Linked DNA regions of Oryzias latipes: region 2 is linked to region 1. Evidence: chromatin contacts called from public Hi-C data. All regions are on one chromosome and are shown on one strand. The core of a region is the stretch at or near the end of the contact, and the rest is flanking DNA. Distances in the headings are between cores, read along the strand shown.

Region 1 (6,187 bases), core at 3,624-6,123:
TACAACAATTGCAGTGACAATTGGAGCACTTGTAACCTTTAACCCCCCACCCCCCACCCCAGCTGGGAAAAGGACAAAAGCGGATTCAATACAAAATAGTGGAGATTCAAGAAGCAAGATGTAACCAAAGCCTACCGAGTGTAGCCCTTAAGTTAAATGATCCTGTTCTGATCCCAAGTTTACCATGGATGACCTCCAGGATTTAAAGAATTTAAGACCCTTGAAATGAAAATTGTGTTTTTAGTGTTGTTAACATGTTCTTGTGGATGTTTTCTGATGATGGACAATTTATATAAAGAAAATTAGACTCAAAATTACATTTCTGAGAATGTATTCATTCAAATTGTTGTGAATCAAGAGCAGACAACTCTTTTAAAAAAAAAAAAAAAAAGCTTATAATCTAATATGGTTCACAAGCTTTTCTGATGCATCTACTTGTAGACGACTAGATCCATGTATGTCTTCCTTTTTTCTCGTCCGAGCTGACATCTGGCTTAAAACTGTACAGCCTGAACTCGTTTCAAGATTGCTCGACATTTTTTGTTGCACCAATAATGTTAGGTTGTGAGGGGCTGTAAGCTAGCGAGAGAAAGTGTAAACAGATGGGTGATGGGGATAGGGACGGGGGGCAAATTTTAATGTACTCCTGCTGCTCTGCAGAAACTACACAGGTTTTTAGATTTGGGCTAAAACGGTATATTCATAAATCAAAGACCACTGGGAACCTTTTTAACATTATGTGTGTTGTCTTTTAAGATCACAATTCTGTTTTATTATGCTGTTTGTTATGAATTGATTATAAAATTGGAATTGAAATGTCCCATGGGAGAGTAAGCTGCAGGAGAAACCTCCGCAATACAATACAGGGATTTGTATCTTTTTTACCTTGAATTTTGAAGGGCACTCAGAAATATGTTACTGGAAGCTCCTTCATTTCCTTCATGTGTCACTTTCAAAGCAGTTTGACCAAGAAAAGTCCATCATTCTCACTCATACCGTGCAGCATGTAATTGTTTTGCACTATCTATACCACAAACAGCAATGACTGTTGTCATAGAAACAACAACTTCATTACACTTCATTTACCCCACAAATATAACATTAGGATGCAAAGCTGTAATGTGACAAAAACCCACATATGTCTCAGTTGAGAGTCCATTATTGAATTATTTTCATAGTTGTCACTTTTGCTATGTAAAGATGGTTCCACACCTACTCTTTTATTTTCCTTTGCAGTGTTTACAGACTCCACAAGGTAAAAATGAAGAACCTTTTAGTGTCTTGCCTGGAGGAATAATCCACCCACAATATATACAGTCCGGAGCCATTTAGCTGCAGACTCCACTTAGGGTTTCTCCGGGGCTTCCTTCCAGACCTAACGAGACAAAATGTGGACCACATTTTTTCCAGACACTTTGTACAGCATAACCCAGGCACTGCCAACAAACTGCACCACAATGCCTCATTATCACTTTTATTTTCCTCCTGTGACTGACCATTTGTTGATTGGTTGAAGAGCAAAAATATAGAATGTGATGAGGTAAACATTAGAGGCCTAAAGCCACTCTGCCATGAGCTGGCTGTAATACATTTTGCTTATGCTGCACAAGGAAATCTGCTGAACAATAAGGGGCCATAATGAGCTTCAGCTCTTGGAAATGACATCACTTTATTAGTATGCGCTGGTGACACATCGCCTTTTGAATTTTATTCAATAACTGGTAATGTAGAAATCAATATAAATCCAATTTGTTTCTGTAAATGTCAGATAACTGCTACTTTCTTCTGGATCTGTTGATTAATGTCCTTTAAAATTAGGACTGAGTTATTTTTGGAATATTTGAGTTGAATAGGAAACCAGAGGAGAGGCCCAGATTGTCTTCTCTGTTCTGTTACTCTGCAAATGTGGGGCTTTAATCTTCAGGAGCAGCTCAAGGATTGGAAGAAAATACACCAGCTGGATTAAGGACTTCTCCACCCAGGAGACACTTCCCGGATAAGTGCATTACCTTGAGTCATTTTGGCTGGTAAAGTTTTAGTTTAAAACTACTTGTATCAAACTACCTTAGATTTGATTTCTTTTGGTTGTTTTACCCCTAAAAATTATGAAAAATGAAGGATTAAATTATGGTAATTTCTGGTTATTTTGATGGCAGAAATAAATACAATACAGGGTTTTGTTTTTGTTTTTTACTTAAAGCATTTTTTGATGGGACAAAATAAAAAAAATCTTCAAGCTGGTATTCGCAGTGGCCTTGTGGTATAGAGTGTCTGCCTGAAGGTTGTGAGTTCAAACCCACAGTTGACTTTAAAAGTTGGACCCATTGCCTCCCTGCTTAACTTTTAGAAATAAAGGATTTGGATTTGAACCAGCATTTGGTTGAACCACCAAATGGTTACCGGCTGCAGATGGCAGCCCACCGTTCCCCCAGGGGATGGATCAAATATGGGGAACATATTTGATCCATCCCCTGGGGGAACATCACGTAACACTAAAACTTTTTTTTTTAAAAGCAGCATATTGAAGTCAGTGGTGTCTTTAAAAAAAATGCAAAAGTTGTCTTGATTTCTAAATAAAAGTCAGGGTCACAAAGTTCTGTTTGAACATGTCACAACAGGTACTGATGAGGTAAATACACAAATATCTGGTCATAATATTATAGCAAAAACAACATTAAAGCACGAGGGGTAATAATTTGACTGAACCTAAGGACTCAAGTTGAGGTCATTTTCAACAAATAGTCTAGAGTTTACCAGTAAACATACTAACTGTGTCTGGAAAAAAAGTGTTACGTGATGTGAATTTAAAGCTCCTCATACTGTGAAGAGCATTCTTCAACTGTGTGGTAAAAAAATTGCACTTTGGAAAATGATGGCTTGGTGTTTTTATTTTTTAGTTCTTCTAATGTTTCATTTATAAATTCATTTTTGTATCCAATTTCAGACTGTTCAGGGTAACATAAAATTCTCCAGAGCCTTATTTCAATGTAGAATACATGGAGTTGGTCTGTAAACCCACTCGTGTTTAGCAGAAGTGTGCATCTATTGTAAAACATTTCATATAACCTCACTGCATTCCTTTGCAGTCAGTTTTTTGTACCTCCACACCCAAGCTTTGACCCTGAGGCTGGAAAAATTCTTTTCATTTCCTATGTGTCTTCCCCCCCCCCCCCCCCCCCCCATTAAAAAGAAACACATCTCTTTCCTCACGTCAAGGTTAAGTTCTATATAAGAACCATAAACAATGCTGACTAAAACCACTACAGAAGTATTTTTTCTTTCTTTTTTGTTTTTGTTTTACCTGTTATCTTAGCAAAAGATGTGGCCTGTACTTATTTTCAATGTCAGTGCGATTTTTGGGCTAAACTATTTTAATGTATGCTAAAAGAAGAAGTGTTTGTTGCAAGAACAAATAACAACAACAAAGCTTTTTAAAATTACCATGCACATTTGATTTGATTTGATTGCTTTTTATTTCAATCATTAATTGTAGTCAATACAATAAAACAACTAAACAGATTTATCAAACTTATAACAGAAATGATGAAATGCATAGAAAAAAACAGACAAACAAAAATGAAGACACACTTAAGTCACATTTGCTTAATTAAATATAGTGATCATTATCTGAAGTTAAGTAGAGCTTGATTCATTGCTTGAAAAGGAGTGGTAAGAAGCAAGTTTATATAATCCCACCCCAACTGAGTTATTTCATTTTATAGTTTTCGTCATCCGGTTCTGATCAGATAGATTCTTTACAAGTAACAAAATCAAGTGCTTATTGATGAATGCAAACATCTATACTGTTTCTATGAAGACTCTCATTCATCTAGGTAGATTCCATCACAGTAGTAGGTTTAAAGGTTGTCATCTGGACTTGGTTTTCACAGTTGAAGATGTTTCACCTCTTATCCACAAGGCATTTTATCTAAGCATCAGGGATGTCACAATTCTTTTGGTTTAAAACCAAACCGTGTGTTACACCATGCATTGAACCAAATCGTTGGTACAGTGAATAGTTGCATACGTCCTGCATACCAGTGTGTTTACATTGAAAGAATCAAACATGTGTTGTGCTCAATTTAAAAAGAATATAAAAGTTATTGTTTTATTACATTACACTGCGCCTCAGTAAAAACTAACTAAAAGGTTTTTCGTCATTGCTGCTTGCTTAGCAGCAAAAAAAAAAGATTATTTGTAGTTTTTTTAATACACTTTTCATTTGGTTGCTTTAGCAGGACTGAGCATGTATTGTGTGTTTTAATGAGTTAATATTACTGATGATTGTTTGTCTCTGCTCTGAGTAACACCAGCAAAGGAAGTTTCTATTGGAAAAATAAAGTAATTTTGATTTGATTTGATTGATGAATTGTAATACACAAATCATTTCAAACCAAAATCAAACTGTAACCCAGAATCAAGGTTTAAACCACATTGTTAGGAAATTTAATCATAACACATGAAGTATTTCATTATTTATTTGAATGTACCAGTGAGCAACACATACATATAATAGTATGTTTAAAAAATCAATTTAAAATTTAGATAGCATTTTGGTCATATTAGGATAATTTATTATACTCTTGATTATTTTATTATATAGAATGATGATGAAAAGGGTGTTTTTATATCTCTTTTATTTTGCTCACTTTAATTGCATAAATTGTATTGATATTATATAAAACTGTCATACATCGTCATTAATTATTGTGTATTTTGGAACAGAATGAAACGAACAAGCTACAGCTAAAAATAAAACAACTTCATAAAAAATATACTTATGTCATAACTTCATATGAAGCTTAAATAGCTAATATCTAATTATAAAATCGAACTTAAACCTTTTTTGAGTTCAGAAGTTGTGATATGCTTCCATCTAGTGGCAGTCATGCGCAGTACTGACATGTCTGACGTCATACAATAACAGGAAGTAGAAGACAACCACGCCGCCGGAGGATTTGCTACATTCTCCCGGTGTATGGATGATAAATGTTCCATTTTTATGACTAAAACCTAAAAATAAGTCTCAAAATTATAAAAGAAATATGGTCAACTTTTAGCTTTTTTGCTCATGTTTGTCTTTACTAGCCCCCTCTTTGTCTATATGTGAGCTTTTGAAGAGGCTCAATGGAGAAATACACGCAGCTTAAGGTCGTCGGGGAAGGCTCTTTCGGTCGGGCCGTGTTAGTTCAATGGATAAGCACTCAGGAAAAATATGTAGTCAAGGAAATCCAGCTGCCAAAGGTACGTACAAAAAAATCACCGTGAAAAATATGAAAGAATTGAGACTTTTAAATCTCATTCTGCCTCCCAAAAGTAAATAATTTATTTTCTGTTTTATAGAATGAGTCCAAGTTGAGGGATTCAAGAAAAGAAGCCATCCTCCTGTCAAGAATGAAACATCCCAACATAGTGGCCTTTAGGGAGGCATTTGAGAGTAATAATCTTCACTTTCATTCTTTTAAAGTGTTTTGGATTTGAGTTGCAGAGTTAAAAACGTGATTGTTCTTCAGTGACTGACCTCCTGTGTATTGTTATGGAGTACTGCAGTGGAGGAGATCTTCTCCAGAGGATTCAGCAACAGAAAGCGACCAACTTCTGCACTGAAAATGTAAGTCTTGAACGCACACAAAAAAAGTTCCTATTTGTGCTCCTATAATAACCACGGAGAATTTCCCAGATATTGAGATGGTTTGCTCAGATGTGTGCCGGTGCCCAGCACATCCATGACAAGAGAGTCCTGCACAGAGACTTAAAGTCCAAGGTACTGTACTGTGAGTTTGACAGTAACTACTTATAGTTTTATCTGTAGATGTAGCACAGACTAAATATATGACCATATCAATCACTTTAGTTTCATTCATGTAATTATCTTGGTAAAAAAGAGAGGGCATCAACATCTCTTCTACACAATATGTAAAGATTTTAACTTCACTATTTGCGCTTTTTTTTCCCCAGAACATTTTTCTGACAGGTGATGGCTCAGTCAAGCTCGGGGACTTTGGTTCTGCTTGTGTTCTAAACAGGTACATCAAACCGTACTACTTTTGGTTGTATGACAAAGAAAAATGGAAAGGAACGGTTAGGGCGGAGCTACCTTCCGCTGATTGGCAGAAGGTCATTAAGACAAAGCCAACATTTCCCAGCATTCAATTTTTTGTCTTTTAGTCAATCTTTATCGGTAAAA
Region 2 (6,018 bases), core at 1,546-4,045, 180 kb before region 1:
AATAGAAAACAAAAATTGTTGACCAGGTTTGGGCATGTGAGTAGATGCTGGTAGTGAGTAAAAGGATATAATATAATAAAGTATTATGGACTTTGCCCTTTTTGTTGCTCAATAGGAAGGCTCCGCCAGCTTTAGTTGAAGCTCATTCTCAGAAACGGATGACCAAGTCCAGAACATTTTATTCTACCAGAACAAACAACAGAATTTTATTCTGCATCTAAAAATTAAAATAATTTAGTGAGACATTCTTCAGTTCTTCCTATGTGTTTGACATTTTAAAAACATGAATGACAAAAGTTGAGTTCAGAAAAATACGTTTTGCCAGAGTCTGAATCTCTGGTGGTTGTTCTGCTTTGGAGAAACATCTGGATAAATAAGATCACGAAAACATCCAGAAGATTTTGCGAGCTCATCAAATCAGTCGACATAAAAGGCCCAAAACTTTGGCTGCAGGAGCAAATGTGCGTGTGCAGAAAATTTAATAAAATGTACATTTCTATCATAAACTAATACAGGAACAACCAGGTAGAATGAATGTGATTCAAATTAATAAAGGTGAGTTTTGAGACTAAAAATAAAAGATTAATAAAAGTGTCAGCATTCAACCTGAGATCGACTCCTTTATCCATTCTGGACAAAAAGCGCACAGCATCCTGGCAGAGGCCATAACCCAAGAAGAGCACCGCGTTCTCGCTGATGTTGGCCAAGAGCGCCGGGGCAGTGCCTCTGTAGAGACCAAAGAGTCCCACCTCTCTGACGGTGGAAACCAGGGAGTGGATGAAACCACGGTACATGGTTGGAAACGTCTGCATTTTCACCTTGGCTGTGTCGAACGGCTGACCGCTCAGCACACAAGCTGTACCTCCTAAGGTAGGAAGACAAGTTAAATACGGTTGATCCAAAAAAGCAGAAGCTAAAACTCCAGCACCTTTTAGCATCTACTTACAGACCCACTCAGATGAAAATCGTGCATTTTAGCATTTTCTTGTGGCATTTTTCTCATGATGGAGGAAATTGTACTTCAAATTGCATTTCTGAGTATTTCTTTTCTCAAAAAATTGGAACGTTAAAACGTTTATAGATCCGATGTAGAAGCTAATACACAGCAAGCCACAAACTGGAAACATGAATGATGGGAAATTGGAGTGAGCTTTCTTAATGAGCGCTTGTTAAAACTTCAGATTTATGATTTCTAGGCAGAGAGCTGCACTCTCCACAAATAATTATGTTGTTCCTGAAATTATTTATACTTGACTTGAAGGAAGAGCCCAGACAAATCAGGCACCTCTGCACAGCCAGCTTTCCTGTCCTCTCTGACCTCAATGAGTCACAGCAGGGGGGTATTCCAGGAAGCATGTTTAAACTACCCTGACTTTAACCCTGAACTCTGGCTGAAGGCCGCCTGAACTTGCTTACTCTGGGTATGTCAGTTCCAAAAGACCGAATATGAGTTAACGTAGTTATGCTCGACTTGGCTCCTTCACCTCTCTGAATACAAACTAACCTTCAACTAAACCTGCTCCAGACCAGGTTATGTTCAGAGCATGAGTTGCTATGGCAACTTGACATACCCTGAAACACACCTCTGTCTTTGGAACCGAAACCTGAGGTTATCCTCAGGTTATTACTTAGCCTCAAACTTACCGTGTTAACTCACATAACCTGCTTTTTGGAACCCCCCCAGGTGGTCTTCCCCAAACTTTTGTATTAGAGGGGCTTTTTCTCCCCCACTATTGATCAAATGCATGTCATGTCATGTAATGTAATCTATCAATTATTTTAATCCATTTTTGCCAAAAAAAAATTTAATTGCTTTTATGCTTTATAGCATTCAACCAATTGTTTACCTGTTTCTCTTTATTTTTTATTTTTTTTAATTAAGGTATCTTCTGCCATTTTTTGGCGCTTCACTACTTCTAAAATTTTTCATCTATTAACTATTTAACAACTATTAAAATGTTCAGCTCTTTCACCTTTTTCCAGCTATGGCTTTTGGTCCTTCAAATCCTTGAACTTTTTAAGAACCTAGGATTTCCTGGTTTTTGCCTCCATTGAACTACATGGGGAATCCTTTGTGCAGACTATCGCTGGTTCGATACCCGGCGTTGGCATTTTTCACAAAAATATCTTTGTGCTGTTTTCCCTTTATTTATGCTCAACTTTGATCATTTATTTGTTTATTTTTGCCAATTATTACCCTTTAAGTTTCATTTTCATTCATTAATAAAGCATTCAACCCTGCTTTTTTTCTAGAAATGCAGCTCCTTTTAGTTGTGCGTGTGACTTTTTCACTGCATACCTGCTGCTCCAGCAGAGAAGTCTATAATTGCTTGGGTTGTTGGATTTGGAGCCATGGCAATGACTGAAAAGGAAGGATTAAATTAAGAAAAAAAAATAAAACAAAACAACAACAAATGTAATAAAAAAAAAAGAAAAAAAAAACCTGAAACAAGATTTAATGGGGGGGGGGGGGGACCCAAAATTTGAGAATATTTGTAAAATCAACAACAATCACAATAATAATAATAATAATAATAATAATAATAATAATAATAATAATAATAATAATAATAATAAAACTTAGACATAGGGATGTCAAACGCATTACTACTTCCTTACCTTGAGTCCGGATTACACAGAATTTAAAATCGATTTAAACATCTGAACATTTCCATGAGAGCAACTGATCCTCTTAGCTTTACTTTGAGGCGCTCCTTTTGTCCGTTGACGCGAGTTAAAGCAAAACTTCACGGTCTTCCGTCTGGGTACCTGACGCAAGCGCACAAGGAGCTGTTGCAATCAAACAGTGGAGACGTTAACAAGCAATAGACGAGTTGGTTCAAGAGGAGGGCTTCTAGAAGAATGCTGTCACAATGCTGCCATCTGGTGGACAACCAGAGGCATTATGAAAAACTCAACAATGAACTCTTAAATTCTTCTTTGTCCTGATAAAACATACATTTAGGGGAAAAAAGAACTGAACAATAGGGACAGGAGTTTTTGTTAATAAGTAGTTAGTTTGCATACTCTTATTTTTTGGTTTAGCATGGAAACCTTTAATTTCTCTATTTTATTTGTAATAAATTTGAAATGTTCAAAGGTTTTCTCTTTCATATTTTTCAGAGAAAATATTTCATTATCTGGTCTAATTTTGAAGAAGTCGTCTAAATACTTCAAACCAAACTTTATTTCTAAAAGAAAAAATAATTCATACTTTCATAATTTGAATACCTCAGAGTGCTTTACAGTTAAAAAAAGACATTAAAAAAAGATATATATATGTATAAATGGTAGCCGACAAAATTTAAAACAACCACTTTATGCCAGAAATTATTTAATGAAAAACAAATGTCACTTTTACACAGCAGAAAAAAAGTTTTTGACAGGTCTGTGTCATAAATAGTTGTAATATGATGTTCTATTCACCCCATTTTATCTTATCATTTGCTATATTACTACAATATTTTACCATTCTGACTATAAACTCTAAAATAGAGGTCACCAAACTCTGAAAGTGATTGTGGGTGGCTCTAAGAGCCCTTGTGGGTCAGTCTTTGAAGGACTTGACAGAATACGTTATTCTGTGGGCCGCCACTGCACCGCTCCCTCTGCAGAAGAGTGGAGCATGAAGGCATCTCTCACTCTAAAGGTCTCGTTAGAAGAGTTGTTGGTGTAGGAACCAAAACTATTCGGCCTCAACCTAAACAGCGTTGGGTCGGTCGTAAAAAAACAAAACAAAGACATACGCATGCGCGGAGAGAATGCATGAACGTTACCGGAAGTTTTTTTTCTCCAAAAACTTTATTAAATTTAACAATTTAACAATGTAAAACAGCAACAAGGAACAAACCAGGGGGTTATTATTACCTTTTACACAAAAAACATTGAAACTGATGCACAGATCGAATGTTTTAATGGCTTTCTTATTGTGTTCATGTGTTGTTTAAACTCATTGATAAAGATGGAAAAATGAGGGGTATGATTTGTAACTTTGGATTTATGAATGTGCCACTTGCATAAAAACAATGAAAGGTTAATGATGTATAATTGTTACTTTTTATGAGATGGACAGTGGGTGAGGCCAAATATAACATGTACTAAGTACAGGCGAAAGTCTGGGTCAATGTGTGCGGAAATGAAATTACAAACTTTAGACCATAGAGTAGTGGAAAAGGGACACGACCAAAATAAATGTACAGTATCTACAGGGTGTTCTTGACAAAAAGAGCAGGTTACATCAATATCTTCTTTGAACCTTTGCAGATATAGTTTGGATGGGTAGAATTTATGGGTATTATTATTGAAGGTTTTAACAATTGTTTGCAAAATATTATTGAATCGGTCTGAAAAAGTCATATTATTTTCGTGATTTTCCTTAAAAACAATTTCTTAGTTAATTAAAATGTTTTTTTTTTTAGAAATAATGAGTTAATAAAAAAAATCCACTTTTGTTTAAATTGAATCACAAGTATGAAAATAACAGGAATGTTTGACATATGTTCTCCTGTCTAAAAAAAAAAACGCCATGTAATATTTAAACATTTAGATTTAGAATATTGTTAGAAAAATTGTATCGGATGAAAACTGTTCCTCGAAAATACAGATTAACCGACTGTGGAGTCTTTTAATTTGACAAACAAATGTAATTGGAGGTTCAGACATACCTTTGTTTGATATTATTGGTCCAAATTGATTTCCTTATGTTTTAAAAGAAGCAGATGTGTATTTAGCCACGCCCCCTTTCAAATATGTCCAGCATGAACAAATACATTCAGTCCTTTTGACATTACATTTAGACAAATAAACAAAAAAGGTGAGTAAACGTCATCAAACGTGAAACGGTTTTTCCTCTATGTAAACAGTTCTGTGCTAATTTTGCTATATTAATGTCAACCATACTGTGATGTAAAAAAATAAATAAAAAGCATTTATTCATGTTGTTCTGGTGGTTTTCCAATGTTCTAGAATACTTTTGTTTCTGTGACTCACAGTAATTGTGAACATTTCCTCTTTAGGAGAAACCCTGCAGCAGAAAAACTCCTGACAGAGATTTAGTTCCTCCAGAGTCGCCCTCACTGCCCAACAGTAACTTCAGTCATCCGTCTACAAAGAGCTTGCTTTGGCGCTACAATCAGCAGAGGATGAACCCCTCAGATTCAAGGATATTTGATGTCCAAACTTGTTCTGTCCTGAAACCACCACTTAAACTGGAAATGGGAAATCACAGCTGTGAAAAGATGTGTCTTTGCAGCTTTTTTGTTTTTGTTTTTGACAGAAATGAGATATAGCAGTTGAGCCCTTGGCTGGCGGTCCTATGCGGCCCGTTAAGCTATTTCATCTGACCCACCTAACTGGAAAAATGTTATTGATAATCCTAGTTATTGTTTCATTGTCCTATATTTCAAGTGACTTCCCATAAATGGTGCTCAATAGAAACATTGACCTTTGTTTAGGTGCTGATAAATTATTCTGCATTGGTGTAGTGTTGGAAGATTTTTTTTTTCTGACATTCATGTGTGGCTCCTGAGTCGGACAGACTTTTTTCCGGTCATTCCAACCCCACGTGAATGCAGCATTTCTCTAAGTTTGCCCTGGGACATCAACCCATTGCACTAAAATGAGACCAAAAGCCACAGTCTTAAAAAAATAAAACTCTATAATGTTCTGTTTTTAAAATATATGTATTATTTTTCAATCAAAAAGCATGTTTTCATCCAAATACCATGTTTTTTATTTCTGTTATTAGGTGGATTACCAAATGTATCCAGGCATCTGCTTCTGATCCGGCCCTTCTGTTAAATTTTGGAACCTTTGTTGCCCACGAGTCAAAAATTTGCCCATCTTTGATTTCGATAGAAGGGGCAGCATGGCATTGTGCCTGTCACTGAGCTGTGCAGCAGGCTAACATCTCAGATGTTTGCTGTTGGTCCCTCAGCTCCTGGCAGCAGTGTACAAGGCCATGTCTGACCACCATGTGGACTTGGAAGGCACCTTCCTCAAACCAAACTGCAGCCTAGA

Evidence for each region. Hi-C and Micro-C count contacts between places; a contact is called where the count stands out from the background.
Region 2: a Hi-C map of gastrula embryo shows a contact between it and region 1, with 4 times the contacts expected there. The contact joins the promoter of LOC101171685 here to the promoter of nek3 in region 1. A contact is called at or near these places in 2 of 5 Hi-C or Micro-C datasets (fibroblasts and gastrula embryo).

What each region holds. Positions count from the first base shown.
Region 1 is chr13:7,203,337-7,209,523 of ASM223467v1, reverse strand. It overlaps nek3 (serine/threonine-protein kinase Nek3), which reads left to right and starts at 4,873. Exons shown (of 14, transcript XM_023961811.1): 1 at 4,873-4,976; 2 at 5,089-5,244; 3 at 5,344-5,437; 4 at 5,514-5,611; 5 at 5,681-5,764; 6 at 5,959-6,026. The coding sequence starts at 5,128.
Region 2 is chr13:7,382,044-7,388,061 of ASM223467v1, reverse strand. It overlaps LOC101171685 (mitochondrial ornithine transporter 1), which reads right to left and starts at 2,795. Exons shown (of 7, transcript XM_023961998.1): 1 at 2,620-2,795; 2 at 2,300-2,362; 3 at 607-865. The coding sequence starts at 2,354.